Linked DNA regions of Astyanax mexicanus: region 1 is linked to region 2. Evidence: chromatin contacts called from public Hi-C data. All regions are on one chromosome and are shown on one strand. Each heading gives the region's core, a stretch centred on a gene start, on an enhancer-like site or on the middle of the called end of the contact. The rest is flanking DNA. Distances are from core to core; before and after follow the strand shown.

Region 1 (4,417 bases), core at 1,677-4,176, 130 kb after region 2:
ACCAGTCAGCCCCTCCCTCTGTGATGACGTCACTAAGAAGCCCACCACAGAAGCCCACAAGATAAAGGGGTAAATTGAGAGAAAAAGATTAACAGATAGATAGATAGATAGATAGATAGATAGATAGATAGATAGATAGATAGATAGATAGATAGATAGAGTGATTATTATATAATCATAATTCTTGATTAATAATGAAATTATCATAATCATGATTCATTTTGTTATAAATATTTTTATGTCTGTTGTGTATGTTCATACCAATGTTGTTAATTGTTATAATGCTTTGGCAACACTAACTCATAGTCATGCTAATAAAGCTACATTATATTAAAAATTGAATTGAGAGCGAGAGACAGGGAGAGAGGTTAACTGAGGGAGAGAGGGAGAGAGGGGGAGAGAGAGAAAGAGAGAGGTAAATTGGTAGGAAGAGGTCAATTGGTAGAGAGAGGTTAACAGAGAGAGAGAGAGAGAGGATAAACAGAAAAAGAAGGTAAACAGGGAGAAAGATATAGAGAAATAAAGAGGATCAATATAATCATTTTTAATTATTGGTATTTTATTAACTACTGATGTCTCTTATTTTGTAATAATTGATTTGTTTTGTTGTAATAATTGTTGTGATTCTTAAATAATATTATTGTTATTACATTCACAATAAAGCTTTACTTAATAAAAGCTGTACTTTAAATCATTAATCTTACAGAAAGGTAAACAGAGAGAAAGAGAGAGAGAGTGTGTGTCTGTGTTTGTGTGTGTGTGTGTGTGTGAGATGTAATCGGGCATTTCAATCAGAAGCTGATAAATTTGCTTCACCCAGAAAATAAACATCACGTGACCGCTGTTTACCCCCCCCGCAAAAAAAACTCGATCAGGCGCGCGCGTGTCCCGCCGCCACCCGGTTAATAATAAATAATGATATAAGTAAAAGGGCGCGCGCTCTGGCTGTGTGACGTCAGCGGCGGGATTTCAGTCCGCGCCATGAGCAGATCAACGTGACCGGAGCGGGAGAGCGCGCGCGCGGCACAGAAAAGAGAGTGTGGTGCCGCACGTGCCCGAGAGCGGTGTCGGTGATACGGTGAGTGCACGAGCTGGACCTGGACAACAACAACAGCCTGCACGAGCCTCGGTCCTGCGCTCATCAGCATGAATCACCAGTCTGATCACCTATTAAATCACACAGCGCGAGCTCTGATATCTATCGATAATCTTACACTTAATCCATTGCTGACACAGATGTGCAAATGCACACACAAAGCTTGTTTAGTGTCTGTGGAAGTCTGTCGTCTGTCTATCTACTCCAAATTGACAACCCTTCTGATAAATGCATTAACATATTTTAAGTTGCACCTATTGCTGACACAGCGGTGCAAATGCACACAATTGGTCTAGCTCTTATAGAGAACTACTGCCAATAGAATAGAACAGAATAGAATAGAATAGGAGTGTACAGAGTGCTAGAGAGTGGTGTGTTTTAAAGAATTTGTGGTCTGACCTCTGGTTTCATCTTATTACACCTTCTCTCGTGGTACACTGATCTGACCCCTGGGCTGCTCCTCAAACTGACTAAGTCCTAAACACCCATTTTACATGACACTGACAGGGGATCAGTTTTCATGCACAGCCCAAATCAATGCATCCTGGTTCAGATGAGAAAAATGTCCATTTAATCTAAAGCTAAACATGTTATAAACCAGTATATGCTATGTTCTGTATCTAATGATGTAAAGCAATATGAAAAAAGAACCAATTGAATTATTACTTTGCATGTCTGTCTATCATTTAAAAAACAATCCAACTAAAACACATTTTTATTAACCCCCCCAACCCCCCCAAATAATCCGTGTTTGTGTTCTTGTTATGTAGTAAGTAGCACGTGTGGACTCATGCGCGAGAGAGACATCCAATCGTCTGTCTGTACTTCTATCCATCCATCTATATCCAACTGTCTGTCAGTCTGTCTGCATACGTTACTACATGCTGTAAATAATACTGCAAATCCTTCTAAGCATTTTATTAAATGTTAGTTATTATTAACTAAAACATTTTATTATAACAATATTTATGTCTGTCTATCTATCGATCTATCTATAATCAAACTGTGTTTATCCAAGTAACCACTATATGCTGTAAATAATGCTGCAAATCATGCTAAGCATATTATTGTTATTGTTGCTATTATAATAAACTAAAAACACATTTTTTATTATTAAAAAAACAAAAAATCTGTCTATCTAACAGTCTATGTATTTATCTGTAATCCAACTGTGTCTGTCTATCTAAGTAAGCCACTATTTGCTGTAAATCATGCTAAATATGCATATTATAATTGTTATTATTATTTTTATTCTTCCGTTTGTCTGTCTGTCTCCATCTATCTATTTTCTGCTGTTCATGATTAAAGTAGCAAAACAAAATACAAAAAAAACACGAAATAATCGCTGCGCGTGTTCTTGTGCGTGTTCTTGTTGTTGTGTAGTAAGCGGCGCTCGCGCGCGCTTGACTCGCTGTGTGAGAGCGAGCGAGCGCGCGATAGCGAGCGAGCGAGAGAGCGCGTGGTGGTACACGCGACACAGGCTGGGGACCTTCTGGAACGTTTTCTTTTTTTCTCTATCCTTTAGCCCCGCCCACCCGTGCCTCTCCGCGCTGCTGATCTGCGATTGGCGGGCTGAACGGACTGAATGGGATTACGCTGGCCAATCGGGAGAAGCTAGGGGCGGGGCGTGCCGAAAAACGGGTGGGAATAACAAAAGAAGTGTCCTGAGAACTGGCGGGGGGAACAGCGCCGTCCAACACGTGAGGCTCATGTGACGGAGGTAGGTCAGTTTAGAGAGAGAGAGAGAGAGAGAGAGAGGGAGGGAGGGATAGAGAGAGAGAGAGAGAGAGAGAGAGAGAGAGAGAGAGAGAGACGTGTCTGTAGTCACAGGGTTTTTTATTTAACACGTAGCTAGTCCAGTTCACCCTCCCACACACATATAGCTCTAGATACAACACACACACTCCTCCTTCATACACACTCTCACACAAACATTTAACAGGAGAGGAGCTTCAAAACTGTCTGAGTTGACGACAAACCACCTTTACGCAAGGACGTTATGCACTTTCCCTGCGGATTTCTTTGAGAACAAGTTCGTTTTTGGCAATTTATGAGCATTTAAAAGCTGTTTCGGCTTCATTTTCGTTAGAAATCGTTTTTTCCTGCGTTATTTTACGCGTAAACGAGACGAAATGGAAAGGATTACAAGCGCACAGCCTCCACCGTGTATGACCAAACACCCCTCTATGGATATTTCAGATATGCCGGGGTAAGTAGCTGGAAATGGGGCAATTTCAGGTCCTCTGAGTAGGAATTCGCCCCTGGATTTCGCTCCAACTGCCTGGGCGGCTCTGCTGCAGCTTGGAGCGAAATCCCGGGACGGATTTGGACTCACAGGCTTTCTAGGCAACTTAAATCATTTTAATCTGTTTTAAAATAGGGAAAAACAAGTCTTATAACATATATTTCTAAAAATACAACTTAATGTCATTTTACTAACTTTTTCTTTATTATTTTCTCATTATTTCTCCCCTTTTCCAAATCTTATTCAGAATGGATTTCCCAATGTATGTGTACAAACCTCGGAGAGGCATGAAACGAGGAGACGACAGCAAGGTAAATACTTAAAAAACAATCAAATATATGGGTGAATATATATATATATATATATATATATATATATTATACACATTGTACACTGCTATTAATTTAGTTAATAATATTCATTAAAACATACAGAAATATTTATAATTGAAGGAATTAAACAAAATAAAATATTAATACATTTGTGCAGCTCACAACATTACACTTGTAGAAAAAAGTTCCTGTATATGCATTTAATGAATGAATGAATTGATTGATTATTTATTTATTTATCTATCTGTCCATGCCCCACGCATGCAAGCTGCACAGCTAGAGCTTATCGTTTTTTAAATGTTTTAAAGTTTTGAATAGTAGTTTAGTAAACTTTTAATTCTAGTTTTAATTTAAACATTATAAAATGAACATGCTCTTGTTTGTTCACCACAGGATACGTACAAGCTGCCACATCGCTTGATTGAAAAGAAGAGACGTGACAGAATAAACGAGTGCATCGCTCAGCTGAAGGATTTGCTCCCTGAACACCTTAAACTCACTGTAAGTATAGCTCTGTGGGAGTGGATTGGAGTGAGTGTGTGGAGCACCAGAGCTCTAAAGCGTCCTCTGGTGGTTGACCTGGAGGAGTTTTCTTATTTTTCACACTTTTATTTTGTGCTGTGACGTGCATTCGAAGCATTTATTGACTTGACTGTTTAGTATACTCATTTGTTATCTATTCGCTTGGCTATTCATTGCGGTTGACTTGCTTGACCGTGATACATTTACAGGATGGTGCATGCA
Region 2 (4,183 bases), core at 1,440-3,939:
TTTTTCCCCCACTAACCCGAGGCCTGTATTCTTCTCTTGCAGCTGATTGCCTTTGACGATGAGCTGGATGTGGCTGAGGTTGAACTTTCTGTCTTTTTTTCCATCCTTTTGGCTTCTGCTCTGTGCTTACGTGCCGCCGCTAGCCTACTTCTAGCTTTCTGTTTTTCATTCTCTTCTTTGTAGTTGTTCTTTGTAGTTGTTTGGTTTGTTTTTTTATTGTTTCGTTAAGTTAGGTTGTTGGTTTGGTTCCCGCCACAAACCCAGTCTCTCTGTCTGTGATAGGTGTGTGTGTGTGTGTGTGTGTGTGTGTGTTTGTGTGTGTTTTGGTTAAACTGCTATTTCCTATTAATATGTATGGTTTGGTGAAAGTGCTATTTTTTGTGTGTGTGTGTGTGTGTGTGTGTGTGAGTAGTCCTTACATCTACTTGCATATGGTTGTATCACTGGGAATGTGTGCAAGTAAAGCAACACCATTGATCTGTTTGTTTATTACCTTAATTTCCTCTGTGTTTAAGTGAGTAAGTGAGTGTGTGTGTGTGTGTGTGTGCGTGTGCGCACCACATGTTCCTTTCTTTTATCTGTAGAGAAACAGCAGTGTTTACTCTCTGTATAAATTTTATATTTTTAATTTAAAATTGTAGTATTATTCCTGAGTTGGGAGGGAACATAATATCCTAATGGATAGGATCAGTGTCCCGGCATTTTGACGGTATTTCCTAAATTAACAAAATGTACTCAAACACACAGAATTTCACACAGAAATTTATTTAGATTAACCTGCATTAAAATGGTTGTATTTTACAGACTGCAAGGTGCACTGTATTATAAGGCACTCTATCAGTGAACGTCTGTTTTCATATATAAGATGCACTGGATTGTAAAGCGCATTTAAGCGACAATAGTAAGGAACAAGGGTGTTGCCATTTTTTCTTCTAATGAGAAAGTTGGGGGAAGCATCTTAGTAAACAAAAAGAATTTTCTTTCAAAGTCAAACAAGTTCTGGATGTTAATCTACACATATTTCTCTCCTGAAAACTGTTTATTTGGGTGAGTAAAGCACTTGCGTTTATTAACAATATTAAGTTTAGCGCTAGTAAAAGCCATTATTCTGATACATCAGCTCACAGATGCCCTGTTCTGTGGACATCACCGTAGGAGTGATGTGGGGAGAGAGCGCCATCTACCCACCCGGAGGGAGCAGGGCCAATTGTGCCCTCTCTGAGCGCCGGCAGCTTGATGGCAAAGCTGCATGAGCGGGGGGTTAAAACCAGTGACCTCCGGCTCATAGTGGCAGCGCTTTAGACCGCTGGACCACTACTGTGGTATTTTATAATTATTTATATATAATTTACATAAAATGGCAACATAAATACATATAATATCATTTATCACAATTATTTTTAATCACAATCGTTCAGTCAGTCATAGTCTCAGATCACTGGTCTGGTTGAGCTAATCCTCACAGTGTCCTCACAGTGTCCTCACAGTACTGAAGCAGTGAGTGTCCTGATGTGCCCTCCTCCTCCTCCTCCTCTCGTACTGGTGAACGTTGTCACGTTCAGTGTGCTGGAAGTTTGGCAGTGTGTGTGGGACCGACTGACCTCTGCCTGAGTGTTCTTATCACACAGAAGTTCAGATGTAAACAACTGTTGATGAACGATTTTATTTTTTTATTACGTTGTGCAGTTATGTAAGGTTTGGATTTTGAACTCAGGCCGTCTGGAAAGTAACAAGTGCATGTTTTGGTTGTGTTGTGGGGTTGTGCATTAATAAACTAAATAAATAATTAGTTTATTAATGGTTACTAATTAGATTGTAAATGCCTTAAAAATCATTAGTAATCAAGTAGAAAGGGCAACAATGTCCTGTTGTTTGCCAAATTATGAACCCACAGCCTATATTGTATCTATATTGTTGCCCTTTCTATGTATATGTGTTATAACTGATTATTAATGATTTTTAAGGCATTTACAACCTAGATAGTAACCATTAATAAGCTAATTGTAAACCATTTATAAACCCTTCATAAAGGTAGTCTTATTTTAAAGTGGTACCACAATATCTCTCAGCTTGTTCAGGCTGAAAGTGTGTGTGTGTGTGTGTGTGTGGAGTGAGAGGTGTCTGACCTTTGCGTGCACTCTGCTCTGTGTTTGAATGAGTGTAGTGTGTGTGTGTGTGTGTGTGTGTGTGTGTGTGAATGTGTGTCTTATGTAGAGAGGAACTGAGGTGTTGTTTATAGGTGTTAGCCTGCAGACGCTTTCAGGGTAAAGTGTGAAATAGAGATCAGGACTGTTTAGATGCTGTTGAAAAGAGCTTAGTTCTTCTTTATTTGCTTAGAAATGTGCAGTATATAATACTTATTAAATACTATACTGTACTACTCTACCAAATACAGTATTTATGTACTATGCTTCACTGCTATTAAAACGCTACTCTGTACAACTGTGTTCTACTACACTACGCTACAGCACTATACTTTAATACTCTATGTATTGTACTGCACTATTGAGCATCACTGTACTAAACTACTACACTACAACACTGTATTATACTGCACTACAGTAGAGAACACTGCTGTACTGCATTACCTTACAGTACATTACATTTACAATACACTACTCTGCAATACTATACTGTATTGTAATAGTGTTCAACACTATTCTATGTAACTGTACTGTGATTTACTAATGAACAGTACTATAAAATCTATCTAGGGTGATGTCCGCAGCACAGGGCGTCTGTGAGCTGATGTATCAGAACCGAGTCGCTGCACTTTCCTCCGAGCGCGCTGTGATGCTACTCGGCGATGCTGCATCAGCAGCAGCTCAAAAAGAAGCGGTGGCTGACTTCACATGTATTGGAGGAGGCATGTGTTAGTCTTCACCCTCCTGGTGTGTTGGGGTATTACTAGTGATAGGTGTAGTCCTAGTGAGTGGGTTGGATAATTGGCCGTGTAAATTGGGGAGAAAATGGGAAAATGCAGAAAAGAAAAAAAAAATAGATGAAAATATACGATTTTATGCTCTAAATTGTATTTCTATGTAAATGATGAAAAAATCTTGCCCCTGTTTTCACCTTTTCATAAATTAAACATCCTACGTGTATTTTCCCAAATAAATAAAAGTAATTTCAATACTGCAGTAAAAAAATGTTCATTTAAGGGCGTAGAATGATGCACAATTTGACCTTTCAGTAGAAGCAGAAAGTTACAGTCTTTTCCATTTTATCTCTCTCTCTCTCCCTCTCTCTCTCTCTGGTTCTTATGTAATGTGTAAGATGGATTGGGATAATATGGCTTTAGGTTCTGTCGTGTGTGTGTGTGTGTGTGTGTGTGTGTGTGTGTGTGTGTGTGTGTGTGTGTGTGTGTGTGCGTCCGTGCGTCCGTGGGCTGCTGTAAAGCTCTCAGCCTGCAGCTTACAATAATATTTCTGTCTCTGTCTCTTTTTAACTCTCTCTCTCTCTCGCTTCTTTCCTTCCTCCCTGTCCCTCTTTCTCTTTCTCTGTGTGTCTCTATCTATCTATCCAGCCTTCTCTTGCTGTACATCTGTCTGTTTCTTTGATTATCTGCCTCTGTCTGTCTCTTTCTCTCCCCCTCTTTTCTTTCTCTTCCTCCTTCTCTTCCTCCCTCTCTGCCTATCTTCTCTTTCTCTGTGTCTCTCTGTCTATCTGTCCAGCCTTCTCTTGCTGTACATCTGTCTATTTATTTGGTTATCTGTCTCTGTATGTTTATCTATCTTTTCTTTCTCTTTCTCTGTGTCTCTGTCTATCTGTCCAGATTTCTCTTGCTGTACATCTGTCTGTTTTTTGATTATATGTCTCTATCGCTGTCTCTCTCTCTGCATCCATCTCTCTGTCCATCTATTTCTTATTCATCTCTCTCTCTCTCTCTCTCTCTCTCTCTCTCTCAACTGTATGTCTGTGTGTGCTGGTGTAATCCTCTGCAGTACCTCCAGCCCTCAGTAGGAGGAGATGTGTTCATGTCTGAGTGTGCGGTTGCTTGCCCGTATATCGGGGTGTGTGTGAGTGTGTGTGAGTGTGTGTGTGTGTGTGTGTGTGTGTGTGTGTGTGTGAGAGTAGCAGTGTCCCAGTTTCCTTCCTGTGTGCTGCACGATTCTTGGGCGGTCGCCAGCTCTCCGGCAGCGGTTACATAAGACCCGCCGCTCGCCCCTTTTTTTTTTTTTTC

What was found. A called contact is a pair of places that touch in the nucleus more often than the background predicts.
Region 1: a contact with region 2 is called in a Hi-C map of muscle, with 11 times the contacts expected there. The contact joins the promoter of bhlhe40 here to the enhancer-like site in region 2. A contact is called at or near these places in 2 of 3 Hi-C or Micro-C datasets (both in muscle).

What each region holds. Positions count from the first base shown.
Region 1 is chr24:29,015,339-29,019,755 of AstMex3_surface, forward strand. bhlhe40 (basic helix-loop-helix family, member e40) reads left to right here and starts at 2,927. Exons shown (of 5, transcript XM_007254553.4): 1 at 2,927-3,305; 2 at 3,589-3,652; 3 at 4,067-4,174. The coding sequence starts at 3,229. All of the region lies in intron 2 of LOC111195404 (a long non-coding RNA gene), which reads right to left.
Region 2 is chr24:28,882,877-28,887,059 of AstMex3_surface, forward strand. The region is part of intron 39 of itpr1b (inositol 1,4,5-trisphosphate receptor, type 1b); the gene reads left to right. Among protein-coding and RNA genes, the nearest start is that of itpr1b, 110 kb to the left of the region's middle. Within about 2 kb of position 2,690, the one cell type or tissue checked has an H3K27ac peak away from gene starts, as active enhancers do.